Linked DNA regions of Sus scrofa: region 1 is linked to region 2. Evidence: chromatin contacts called from public Hi-C data. All regions are on one chromosome and are shown on one strand. Each heading gives the region's core, a stretch centred on a gene start, on an enhancer-like site or on the middle of the called end of the contact. The rest is flanking DNA. Distances are from core to core; before and after follow the strand shown.

What was found. Hi-C and Micro-C count contacts between places; a contact is called where the count stands out from the background.
Region 1: a contact with region 2 is called in a Hi-C map of liver, with 3 times the contacts expected there. The contact joins the promoter of SELENOT here to the promoter of SERP1 in region 2. A contact is called at or near these places in 6 of 47 Hi-C or Micro-C datasets (heart right ventricle, liver, mesenchymal stem cells and 2 more) and 2 of 2 datasets of contacts at active chromatin or transcription factors (alveolar macrophages and skeletal muscle).

What each region holds. Positions count from the first base shown.
Region 1 is chr13:90,814,207-90,820,341 of Sscrofa11.1, reverse strand. SELENOT (selenoprotein T) reads right to left here and starts at 1,933. Exons shown (of 5, transcript NM_001163408.1): 1 at 1,763-1,933. The coding sequence starts at 1,899. It also overlaps the pseudogene LOC102163661.
Region 2 is chr13:90,758,676-90,764,997 of Sscrofa11.1, reverse strand. SERP1 (stress associated endoplasmic reticulum protein 1) reads left to right here and starts at 3,598. Exons shown (of 3, transcript NM_001243260.1): 1 at 3,598-4,071; 2 at 4,355-4,430; 3 at 5,609-6,322. The coding sequence starts at 3,988. The coding sequence ends at 5,649. EIF2A (eukaryotic translation initiation factor 2A) reads right to left here and starts at 3,355. Exons shown (of 13, transcript XM_021069601.1): 1 at 3,314-3,355.

The DNA of each region.
Region 1 (6,135 bases), core at 684-3,183, 57 kb before region 2:
TCAGATTCGTTTCCGCTTCGCCACAATGGGAACTCCCATGCCTTTCTAATTAAAGGAAAAAATAAAAAGGGAAACAAAAACTAAGTATCAAAAGTTCAACTGATTTAAGACCATTTTAAAAGTTTAATTTGAAGGACTGAATGCCCTTCCCTACATCTGCTTATACATTTCCAAAACTGTTATATACCTTACTGTGAGGTACATTCATTAAATTTTTGTGACAAGTGTTCTAATTCAAGCACTTGTAAAAGTGTATTTTGGAAATGCACAAGTGAAACCAAAAAATACAGAATAGAAAAATTACATAACTTGGAAAATGTGGTCTTTTTAAAATTACTTAAATACAAAAATATCACACTTAATCCTTAACAGTATTTTTAGGTTGGTAAGATGACTGCCACTTTCTAATGGAAAAAAAAAATATGCAGAGGAAAAAAATCAAAACGGTCAAGCCATAATTCCCATTTAGTATCATACATGATGATATATGCCAGGCACAGAGTAAACAGTACAGGGAATGAATTTTTTTCATTCAGAAAGAAATTGCAGGGTTTTTAGTTTTCACTCCAAAAATAAACACCATCCTATTTTCTGATTCTCTTCAAACGTTACTTAAATTGATTTAATTTTAAAGATTTGCTTAGACTCCAAAGATTAAGCAAAAAACTAGTTGGGTAAGTAGAAAATCTAAACTTTAGTACCGTTACATTAAAATATGAAGTTTGAAAAAAGATGATTTTAAATGCTTTATGGCCTCTAATCTGACCATCCTATACTGAAATAAAGTCATCTTTTGAGATACAGGTTCTAATTTCCACAATTTTACAATTTTGGTTTTTATTTTTAATCTGAGCCTTTCAAACCTTCTCCAACACCACTTACCTTAGCATGTGCATTACTGCTCTGCTTCCAATACTTAACTAGGTAACAACAAAACCACTTACAGAACACCGTCGAAAACCGCCGGGTTGGGGGTGAAAAGGGTTGTTTCCTCTAATTTTCTGAATGTCCAAGAGATTTGAAAGGTAGAAAGAGATGCCAGAGCAGGGAACTCCCTGGAGGTGCGAGTAAGAGGAATGGGGGAGAAGACCCAGTTGTCTGGGAGCGAGCGGTAGTCAGAAGAGCGAGGTGCTCCTTTGCAAAGACATTTTGGAAACTGCAAACTGAGAACGAGCCTCCCGGACCCATCCATGCCTATTAGCTGTCAGAATCCCTATTCCCTCACCCGACAGTCACCCCGGCAGATCCTGGAGAAAAAGGCGTTTGTCGCTAGCAGGTCCCCCCCAACGACCTGAGTTAACCTTCACCAAACGGGGCAGCGACGCCACCTGGCAAAACCCGCGAAAGGCTAGGAGAAAAGTGAACCAAGTGACAAACGCTGGAAGCTCCTGCGCCGACACTGCGCCGACTCATGCCCACCACCGCAGAAAGCCGGGTAGCCATGGCGTGACGCCGCCGCCCGGTGCTCCAAGCGTCCCCGCGTCTGCGCCTTTCAGCATTTAACCTTCTTGTGTCCTCTTTCCCCACTCCTCCCACTGTATAAAGCAAAAGAGAAGTGAGCGGTTGTGCTTGGAGGCAAGGAGGGCGGCCTGGCCATTTCCGAGAAGAGCTCGGGAGAGGGCAAGCAGCGGAAGGCTGCTGGCGCCGTTCTTCCGGACCAGGGACGGTTAAGTCCTCTGGGCCGTGAAGCAGGGGCCTCGAGTAGTGAAAGGCGCCGGGCAGAGGAACACCGGCGCGGCTGGGGCCCGGCACATATACTCACCATATCTGGAATTTGAGCAGCGGCCCCGTGGCGTACTGCATCTTTAATCTCTTGCCAGGCACGCCTCCCATGTTGGCCGAGGCATCGCTCCGGACCACCGCCGACGCCGCCACCAGGAAAAGTAGCAGAAGCCTCATCATAAACGTGCCAGCCACTCCAGCCGCCCTCACACTAAGACTGCAGCCAGCCCAAGGCCGAGCCGGAGCCGCGAGCTGCTCCCCACCGCGCAGGCGCGATCCGCCAAGGTCGGGTAGGGAAGCAGGAATGCGCCTGCGTGTTCCGGCGCCCGCGCACGCTCTGGGAGGGAGAGCTGACCTGTTTCACGGTCCTGACCCACCATCTTGGATGTTTGCAGAGGCTCTGGGATAGAGTGAGATGATTAGGGAGGGACCTAAACAGCTGGTGGGACGTCAACGTAGCCTATTAATTATACCTCCTGACTACACCTGAGTTCCACATACACTTTCATGTAATTCGGACATTTATCTCCCTTGAGGCACTTAGGGACAGCTGTTTAACAGCTTTGATTCACGTGTGGGAGATACAAGAGAAAGCCTACGCCTTAAGATACATAATGTTTCACTCTTTGGTTGCGTGCTGCAGCCTTTTGTTTAAACTTGCAATATTGCTCTCGCCTAGAAGAATTTTTTTTGAAGACCTTTGGAAATCTTCAAATACAAGAAAATAATTACCTTAACTTGTCAACGACCTTTAACAATTACTGGCATTTGGGTATCTTACTTCTGTATAGCTCTAACCACTTCTCCACCAGAGAAGAAAATATCAGACATATTACCTCATCTATAGATTTTTAAAAGCATGTATCTCTAAAAGATATTCTTTTGGTGGTATTCTTGACCACAATACAATACCACCTTAAAAAAATTATTACTTAGTACCAAAATATTCACTGTTTAAATTTCCTGTCTTAATGTTTATTTTTTTATTGTTCATTTGTTCAAATCGGGACCAAAATTAAGTCTCAAAATTAATAAATGTCAGTCATTCTGGATCATTTAGCCCAGGTATTACAGTTATAAAATACATCAGTTATGAGTTCAAGAAACAGTAAGTTCTCAATAAATGCATATTCCTATAGTTCCTAATAGCCAATAACTTGAATGTAAGCACATGAACAAAAATTGTTTCCTAGGAGTTCCTATTGCAGCTCAGCAGGTTAAGAACCAACTAGTATCCATGAGGAGGCTGATTCAATCCCTGGCCTTGCTTAGTGGGTTAAGGATCTGGCATTGTGGGGAGCTGTGGTGTAGGTCTCAGATCCAGCTTGGATCTGGCTTGCTGTGGCTGCAGCGTAGACTTGCAGCTGCAGCTCTGATTCAACCCCTAGCCTGGGAACCTCCATATGCTGTGAGTGCGGCCCTAAAAAGAAAAAAAAAAAAAGTTTTCTAGTTCCTAGGAGTTCTCTTGTGGCACAGTGAGTTAAGGATTGGTTTTATCCCTGCAGGGGCTTGGGCTACTGGGTTTTATCCTTGGCCTGGGAACTTACATATGCTACAGGCACAGCCAAAAAAAAAGAAAAAAATTGTTTCCTAATTTAAGGATATAAAGTCAAAACACTTCATAATAGGGAGTTCGCATTGTGGCTCAGTGGTTAACGAATCCGACTAGGAACCATGAGGTTGTGGGTTCGATCCCTTGCCTTGCTCAGTGGGTTAAAGATCCAGCATTACCGTGAGCTGTGGTGTAGGTCACAGACGCCGCTCGGATCCTGAGTTGCTGTGGCTCTGGCTCCAATTGGACCCCTAGCCTGGGAACCTTCATATGCCACCGGAGCAGCCCAAGAAATGGAAAAAAAGACAAACAAACAAAAAAAAACCCCACTTCATAATAGTTGATTTCAGCTCAAACTTTAAGTGACTAAAAAGAAATCATATTTTAGGAGAAAAAGAACTGCAAAACCAAAGCCTACAAATGTTTTTAGTAATCACACTGATAGTGAGACTATTTTGTTTGTATTATTATTTGAAACTGAGTCCCCCTAAAAAACTGAGTTCTCCTAATGAGTATGATTAAACTTTCTAACTAAAGCTTTATTGTTTCTTGTCCTGCCTCTCTGTTCCCCTAAGGGTTGAGGAGTATCAAAGTGCAGATTGAAACTGAGCAAAACCATTTAGTGCCCCTCCCATGTACAAAAGCCCATCTGTGTCCTCTATTTCTTGTTTGTGGAAAAAAGACTTTAGTCTCCTAGGCTGAAGTTCCAAAGAGCAGACTCAAGCAATTACTAACTAAAGAAGTGAGGTAATGCAGAAACAAAGAAATCAGTCAAGTGAAAAAAGTAATAGCAACAGAGTTAGAGGACTCCTGAAGGAATATTTAATAATCCTATGCCTCACTCTCTGTTGTTCTGCAGAAACTAAGTCCCCTCCCATCCAGGCAGAAGATGGTGACAACATTCTGGCCATAAGGATATAGACCCCAGACTGGCTGGAACCAGAAGGTTGATGATTAAGTTTCCCCAAACATCATCCTGACCACCAATCAACCAGAAGAAAGTCCACAAGCTGGTCACATACCCTGCAACTGTCATCCCAATTCTGGCTTCAAAAGCCCTTCCCTGGAGTTTCCACTGTGGCACAGCAGGTTATCCTTCATTGTCTTTGCAGCAACTCGGGTTCTACTGAGGCAAGTGTTCCATCCCTGGCCCCAGGAACTTCCATATGCTGCGGGTATGGACAAAAAAATAAAAGTAAATGCCCTTTCCTGAAAGCCATAAGGGAGTTCAAGTCTTTTGAGTATTACCTACCTATTCTTCTTGCTTGGTGCCCTGCAATAAACACTGAACTTTTCTTACCACAACCTAGAGTAAGTAGACTGGCTTCGCTGCTCATGGGGCTCATGGGCCCAAGTTCCACTCAGTAACACATTCTAAGACTATTGCATGTAATGTGGTAAAACAAAGCAGGACCCTGAGGGGCCCTCTTGGTCACAAAAACCTTTTTGTGTCCCCCATTTCTAATTTGTAGGAAATACGTTTCATTCAGCTTCCTTGGCTTTCCTTGAGTTCCAAAGGGCAGATTCAAATAGGGGAGAAAGGGAATGCAGAAACAAGGGAGAAGCAGTCAGGAAACAATAGTGTAGACCTGCAGCAGGGTCAGGTCCACAACAAGTTCTCAGTGATAGTAGGATAAAGCAAATGAGTGATTATATTGCTATCAATGAGAATTGAACTTTTAGAGCAGGAGGAAGGAAACAGATTTAGGTTAATGTATTAAAATCATGAGAAAAGGAGTTCCCTGATGGCCTAGTGATTAAGTCTTGTCACTGCTGTGGCTCAAGTTATTGCTGTGGCTCAGTTTCGATCCCTGACCTGGGAAATTCTGCATTCCAAGGATGTGGCCAAAAAAAAAAAAAAAAAAAACTTCATGAGAAAGTGTTACCTAATACAAGTTCCTGTGCCCAAACCTCCAACGTGATAGTATTTGAAGATGGGGCATCTGGGAGATAATTAGGTTTAGATTAGGACATGAGGCTAAAACCCACATATGCACACAAATAAGGGGTCATGTGAACACAGAGCAAGATGGCAGCCATCTGCTAGCCAGGAAGAGGGCCTCATCAAGAACCAAATTGGTCAGCACCTTGATCTTATACTCTCCAGCCCCATAATTACATGAAATAAAGCTCTCACACAGTCTATGGCATTCGATTATAGCAGGTTGAGCTAAAACAGTGAAGAATTATTATGTCTCTAGCTCAGGTGTTCTTCTGATTGAATTGGTCTAGGATAGGGCTGGGCACCTGCACATTTAAGTTTCCTCAGACCACGTAGGAGAGTCTAGTGCTTTAGACTTGAAGTCTCTTAGGGCATAAACTGAGGTGTTATTTGCCTTCAGATCTACAGAGAACCCAGCAAATTGCCATGAACGTGGAAGTTACTTAAATTTTTATTGCAGTGAACAGTAGTGGAAAAATTGGCAAGTGCTAAAAGGTAATTTGTCAACATGTTAAATTTCAACTTATTGATTTATGCTGAAAATTAAGTGGTAACACGGTACTGGAAAGAGACGGAAAGTACACAGGTATTTGGGAATCCTTTAAGTGCATGTGGTAGCTAATTATTAAAAAATATCCACGTGGCTCTTTTGCTAAGGCCTGTGGTGCCAGTAGGATGGGCAAGTGTCACAATCTTCCTACTGCCAGGAAGCTCTGTAGCCACCGACGGGACCAGAAGTGGCATGATAAACAGTACAAGAAAGCCCATTTGGGCACAGCCCCGAAGGCCAACCCTTTTGGAGGCATTTCTCACACCAAGGGAATTGTGCTTGAAAAAGTAGGGGTTGAAGCCAAACAGCCAAATTCTGGCATCAGGAAATGTGTCAGGGTTCAGCTAATCAAGAATGGCAAAAAAAATC
Region 2 (6,322 bases), core at 2,349-4,848:
CAGTGCAGTGGATTGAGGATCTGGTTTGCTGTAGCTGCGGTTTGAGTTGCAACTTCGACTCTGATCTGATCCCTGGCCCCTGGCCTGGGAACTCCATATGCCCAGGGCAGCCAAAAAAAAAAAAGAAAAAAAGAAAGAAAAGAAAAGAAAGATCTAGAATGCAATCACTTTGTTTTATTAAAACAACAAATGCCAGAGTTTCACACAGAATAACTGTTTAAAAGCAAGAATTACATTAAATATGGTATCTACATAATATCTTTTTAAAACTTACTAGCCTTTCTATGTATTCACATACCATTTATTGCTCTAGGCCTGAGTTAATTGGCCTGAGAAAACTACTGGGCTTCAACAAACAACAGTCCTATGCCAGGAATATAGTGATCATTACAGTATGATACTTTTTCCAATCCCTACACCCACTAAATTGTATATATTAATTTGGGTAAATGACTCAATTTTTATTATCTCAATGATCTCAATCAACTAGGCAAGCTGATTAGACAATATGGGTTTTGTGTAACGGGCTATTGCTATTTTATCTGCCTAACATCCAGTCCCTCCCTTTTAGGAGACTTTAATTTTCCCTGGGAAATATCTAGGGGTTAGAATATAATTTGGTCTCGGCAATCAGGTTAAAAATTGACTGATTCAAAGATGAGCAAGAGCCAAGCCAAGCCAAGGACAGCTAGCCTTGAGATTGGCACAGATGTGTACTTTCCTTTGGGGCTGCTGAGATGGTTGGATGTAAACCTGGAGCTCCCAGTTAGAACATCAGCTTGAGAATACATTTAATCAAAAAGAAAGCAAGAGCCTAGGAGAAAAGAAAAACAGATTTTTGGAGTTGTGTGAACAGCTGGATGTAACAGTAGGAGCTTTAAAGTTACATGAGACTTTTTTTTTAAATCCCTTTTTCACCTGCTTTAGCTTTTTGTCATTTCCAATTAAGTGATAACTAGTAAAATTTACTAGATAATCTTCAAATTATTCACAACTCCCAAATCCCATGAGGCTAAGATTTTTGTGTTTTTTTTTTGTTTGTTTTTTTTCCAGCTGTGTCCATGGTATTTGGAAGTTCCTAGGGCAGGGATGGAACCTGCACCACAGCTATAACCAGAGCCATAGAAGTGACAATGCTGGATCCTTAACCCACTGAGCCATGAGAGAACTCCAAGTGTGTTTTTAAAAAAGGGTTTGGAAGAAAATGCATCTATTGTTGACAGAAATACCTATACTAAGAATGTTTAAAAGATTGATCAGTGTGTTCTAGTGAAAGAAAAATGGACCATGTTGTTGAATGATTGAATATAATCCTGACAGCCACTTTACTTATATGTCCAACCACTTAAGTTCTCTAAGACACTATACGAAAACACTAGAAGCAGACTGACAGATAACCTTTCACCTCTTATAACATCCTTGATTTTAAGCACTGTAAGAAAAGTGTCACTCTTAGTTAATCTGACTACAAAGAAAGTAGTTGTCCTTCATTAATTTATTCCTCCATTAAACATTGTGTCTACTGTTTACCAGACACTGTACTTGGAACTGAGAAGAAAGGGAGGAATACGCCTCTGCTCCTGCCTTTAAGGTGTTCACAGTATAGCAGGAGAGGAAAGCACCTAAACAACCAGATAATTATCCTATGTCTTAAGTGAAAAAAAAATCCAAGTATATATGAGGCACAAAAATTGCCTGGTGAGAGAATGACTACTTAGGAAAAGGAAAGACTTTACAAAGTAATGGTGTCTAAAACAAAATTTCAAAAATAAAAGGAAATCAGCCAAATCAAGAGGAAGAGGGTAGTGTTAGACTGAGGAAACAGGTTATTCAAGGGTTTTATAAGCAGTTCAGTATTGATGGGGAACAAAATAGGATGGAATGGCCAGAAATAAAATGAATGCCAAGCATGTTATAAAGGTTCTATATGCTATGCTATGCTATGCTAAGCAGGATGGAATTTAACCTTGTAAGCAGTCACTGTAAGGATTTTAAAAGGGAAGAAAAAGGATCAGATTTGCAATGTGCTAATTTTTAAATTAAAGTTCAAATAAGCATTTAGTATTCCAAAATTGAGGAACATACATGCTACCTTTATGATGCTAGAGAAACAAATTCATTTAATTATGTAATTACACTTTTTAAACAGTATGCGTCTGGCATATTATCTAACAAATTAGTATTTGATAAATGTTCTCTTTTTCTTTTAAGATCGCACCTGCAGCATATGGACGTGCCCAGGCTAGGGGTCCAATGCATCCTCACGGACACTTACATTGGGTTTTAACCCGCTGAGCCACAACAGGAACTCTGTATTTGATGGATGTTTGATGAATGAACTGTGGTAGCCAGATTGTATATGAATGGCCATGGTGTTTAGCAACAAAGATTTCAAAATGTAATGGTAAAAAGTGCAAAAGCTTTTTAAGCTTCCTTTCAAGTCTTGGGGGAAATAACCTCTTTCCTCAAAAGCAGACCACCTTTCTCTCAATTGCTTCTTTTCCCTTCCATACGTTATTAAGTTATTGGTAACTTAATTAAAGCCTTCTTTTCCCTCCCAACTCCTCTCTAAGAAGATGACGCTCATATGAGACTCCCAGCCAATCATTACTCTAATCCAGAGTCATTGCAGACATTGTCCAAGACTAAGTTTATTTTCTTCTCCAACATTATAAACTCTACTTCAGCTTCAAAACCTCAGAAATCCTGTAATATCTGAACGTTGCTACTTTATAATGCTCACTTCCACCACTCCAGACCACAGAAATCCAATGAAAGCCTACACCACCACAGGTCCACTTGCTCTACTCAGTCCTACAAATTTCATAAAGTCAAGGAGTACAGGATTTGGTATTACTTAAATTCAAATATATTTAATGTGTTTAGTTATTCTACTGGACTAAGCCATTTGTTTACTTTTTCCGCCTTATTACAGAGCTAAATGTCTGCACACTGTCAACAAAGCCTGTCGCAACCTGGTAAGCGTACGTGTTACATCAGTACTGCAGACCCAAGGCAATAAATCCCGCTAGCACTCTCTGTTCTTAAGCCCCTTCCTCTATTCCTGTAGACCTTGTAGTGTCAGGGAATAATGATGGATGGGCAATAGGGAGGGGGAATGCTGGAGCCCAGAGGCGGGGGCCTCACTTCCGATTGCCACGCTACACCAAGAAATCCAAAAGGCCCTCCAGCTCTTCTACAACCAATAAGAAAAGGTAAATCTAACTCAGAGGCTCCTTGGGTAGTCCCAGAGGGAAAAGACACAAAAAAATACTGCTCTGAAGAAGCACTCCCTTGGTTGCTCGGAACTCACCTGTCAGGAGCGGCGCGGACGGCGCCATCTTGTCCCGGGAAGAGAAACTCTTACGCCTGGGTCAGAGTTCACGAGGGCCGAACCCGGCCCCAACACGTCTCCTCCGGCGTGCAGACTACGAACTGGTGTTTCCGGGGCCACCGGCCTCGGGGCTAACTCGCTTCCGGTTGGAGAGCTTGAACGGGCACTGGCGGCTCTGGGGCTACCCTCTACGGAGCGTGAGGGGGCGGGGCTAGAGCCGGTGCGTCGGTCTTCACCCCTCCCTCTCCGTCTTCCTCGGCAGGCGGAGCCCGCCCAGTGCTGACGTTGGCAGCCGAACCCGAAGTAGTTCGAGCCGACGGGCTGCGCTGTCCGGTTGTTGCGTTGCATTTCCTTCCTCTCTCGCTCCACGCTCCAGCAGCGGCCAGAGCAGCGGCGCGAGAATATCCCGGCGGCCTGCTCTCCTCCTTCGGCGCGCCCTCTCGCTCGGCCAGCGTCGTCAGTCAGTCGTCAGTCAGTCGGTGGCCCGCGCCCGGCTAGCGCTCAGGCCCAGCGGCCAGAGCTAGCGCCCAGCCTGAGAGCCAACTCGCTCCGGCGGCGCGGGCACCGGGAGTGGAGTGTGGGTCTCGGGGGCCCTAGGGCAGGCGAGCGAGCGAGGCCGAGGGGTGACCGGGGCAGGTCGTGGCGCCGCGAAGATGGTCGCCAAGCAGCGGATCCGTATGGCTAACGAGAAGCACAGCAAGAACATCACCCAGCGCGGCAACGTCGCCAAGACCTCGGTAAGGGAAGAGCGGGCGCCCCTCTCTGTTCCGCCAAGGCCCGGGGCTCCAGGGCCGCGTCGAGCTCTCCTCCCAGACCCGGCCGACTCAGGGGCTGGAGGCCACGAGTTGGACGCTAAGTTGGGAACTCTGGGAGGTGGGTGCCGGAGCTGGGCGGCTCGGGATCGCAGGGAGACCTGTCGGGTGCGGGGACCCAGCGACCTGGCTCGGGGTGCAGGCGGTGGGATACCAGGGTCAGAGTGGGTTTTTTTGCATTGGAAACCGTGGATTTGCCTTTTTGCAGAGAAATGCTCCCGAAGAGAAGGCGTCTGTAGGACCCTGGTTATTGGCTCTCTTCATTTTTGTTGTTTGTGGTTCCGGTAAGTGTTTTGTAGCCACCATCGGGTAGGGTGTTGGATGACGGGTTCGAGATGACGTGGTGACCATCAGTGGTGAATCCTGCCGCGGAGTCTCAACCCACCTGCTGGGAGCCCCGCATAATTCTGTTTCATCTGAATCGAATTACTTGTCCCACATATGCACAGAGGGTGGTGCTCTAGAAACTTCTCCCCGCTTGATTTGCGTTCACAGAAGAGTAGAAAAGGAGGTCAGGTCCTTAGTAACGATCTAGTTGAAAGAAATGTAGACCAAAACAAGAAACAAAAACACCTCCCAGAATAAGAATTTAGAATGTTTTGCAACCTTTGTTGCAAAAGAGAAACTTAGGAACTTCATGTACATGTGGATGTTCGAACTTAATTTAACGTATTCCGTAAATCTAAGGTCTGTATGTCAAAATTGGTTACGTCTTATAAAAAAGTAAATCTGATGCAAAGAATTGATTCACTATAGAAGAAATGTAGCTGATTGACAATTTAATGTGTGAAACAAATGTTTTTAGTTTAAAAAAACGTTTGACATATGGTAGGAAAAATTAGTTATGAGCGCAGCCTTCTGTAGAAGTAGACTCTTGCCTTTGCAAATGGATTATAGAATGTCTTTCCTCCATTTATTTTATTTTAGTATGCAAGCTGTTAATACGGAAGTAATGTTTCTGTTTTCCACATTCTGACATTTTAAAGTTACTGAGATTTGTTTTAAACATTTCACTTTTCCTGTCTGCTAAACGTACCAATTGGAAGCTTTCCTGATAAATGGCCAAGAGCCAAGCAATTTACATAACCTAAAGATTACTGAATTTCAGTATTGTGAGAATGAGGAAGTGTGTATGTATAACAGGCCAAGCACACCTAATATCTAGGGTAAAACCAAAATAAGTCTATGTTAGAAAAAACCTGTTTGCTTTGGTGCTTTAATTGCTCTTTAAAAATCACTGCTTATTTGCTAACTCTTTTAGACATTTAGGATAAAATTCAGGGAAGCTGAGACTTAAAATAATTGTTTTATTAAGGTAGGCCTCTCTTCCCACTGCTATGAAGTTACATAGCATTTGCAAGTAATTATAAGAGTTTTCTTGGATTCTTGAACTTAATATTTGTCAATTACCAGGCCTATTTTATTCAAAGCATATTTTAATACTTGCTCTTTCTCTTTACAGCAATTTTCCAGATTATTCAAAGTATCAGGATGGGCATGTGAAGTGACTGACCTTAAGATGTTTCCATTCTCCTGTGAATTTTAACTTGAACTCATTCCTGATGTTTGATACCCTGGTTAAAAACAATTCAGTAAAGCATCCTGCCTCAGAATGACTTTTCATATCATCCTTCATGTGTCATTCCAAGGTTTCTTCACAAGTCATTCCAAGTTTTCTAGTCCATACCACAGTGCCTTGCAAAAGCACCACATGAATAAAGCAATAAAATTTGATTAAGCTACAGTAGTGGACCCTACTTATTCAGTCAGTAAAGAGTAAATTTTTTTTAATGTGGTTATTAGAACAGTATATAGATAATTAGGTTAAATATGTGTAGACAGGGTCTAGATTTTGTTAGCCCTAATGTGTAAATGCAATTAGCATAATTTAAAATTTGGAATCCTATGGTTTTTATATAGCTAGGCACTTTATTACTATCTCTTGAAAGCACACTCCCTTATAGGGCCATGTAACTGTCCTGTAACAAGGTGCTTATAAATGGAACAACCACAGTTAGCCTAGTTTTCCCACAATTTTTAGCACCTAAAATTTTTAAAAAGCTTCTAAATGCCTCATATAAAGGGAGATGCTTAGATCCACAATGTCTAATTTAACAGTATTATTTCTATTACACTACCTTGGATTTTGCATGAGTGAATATACTAACCTAAGATG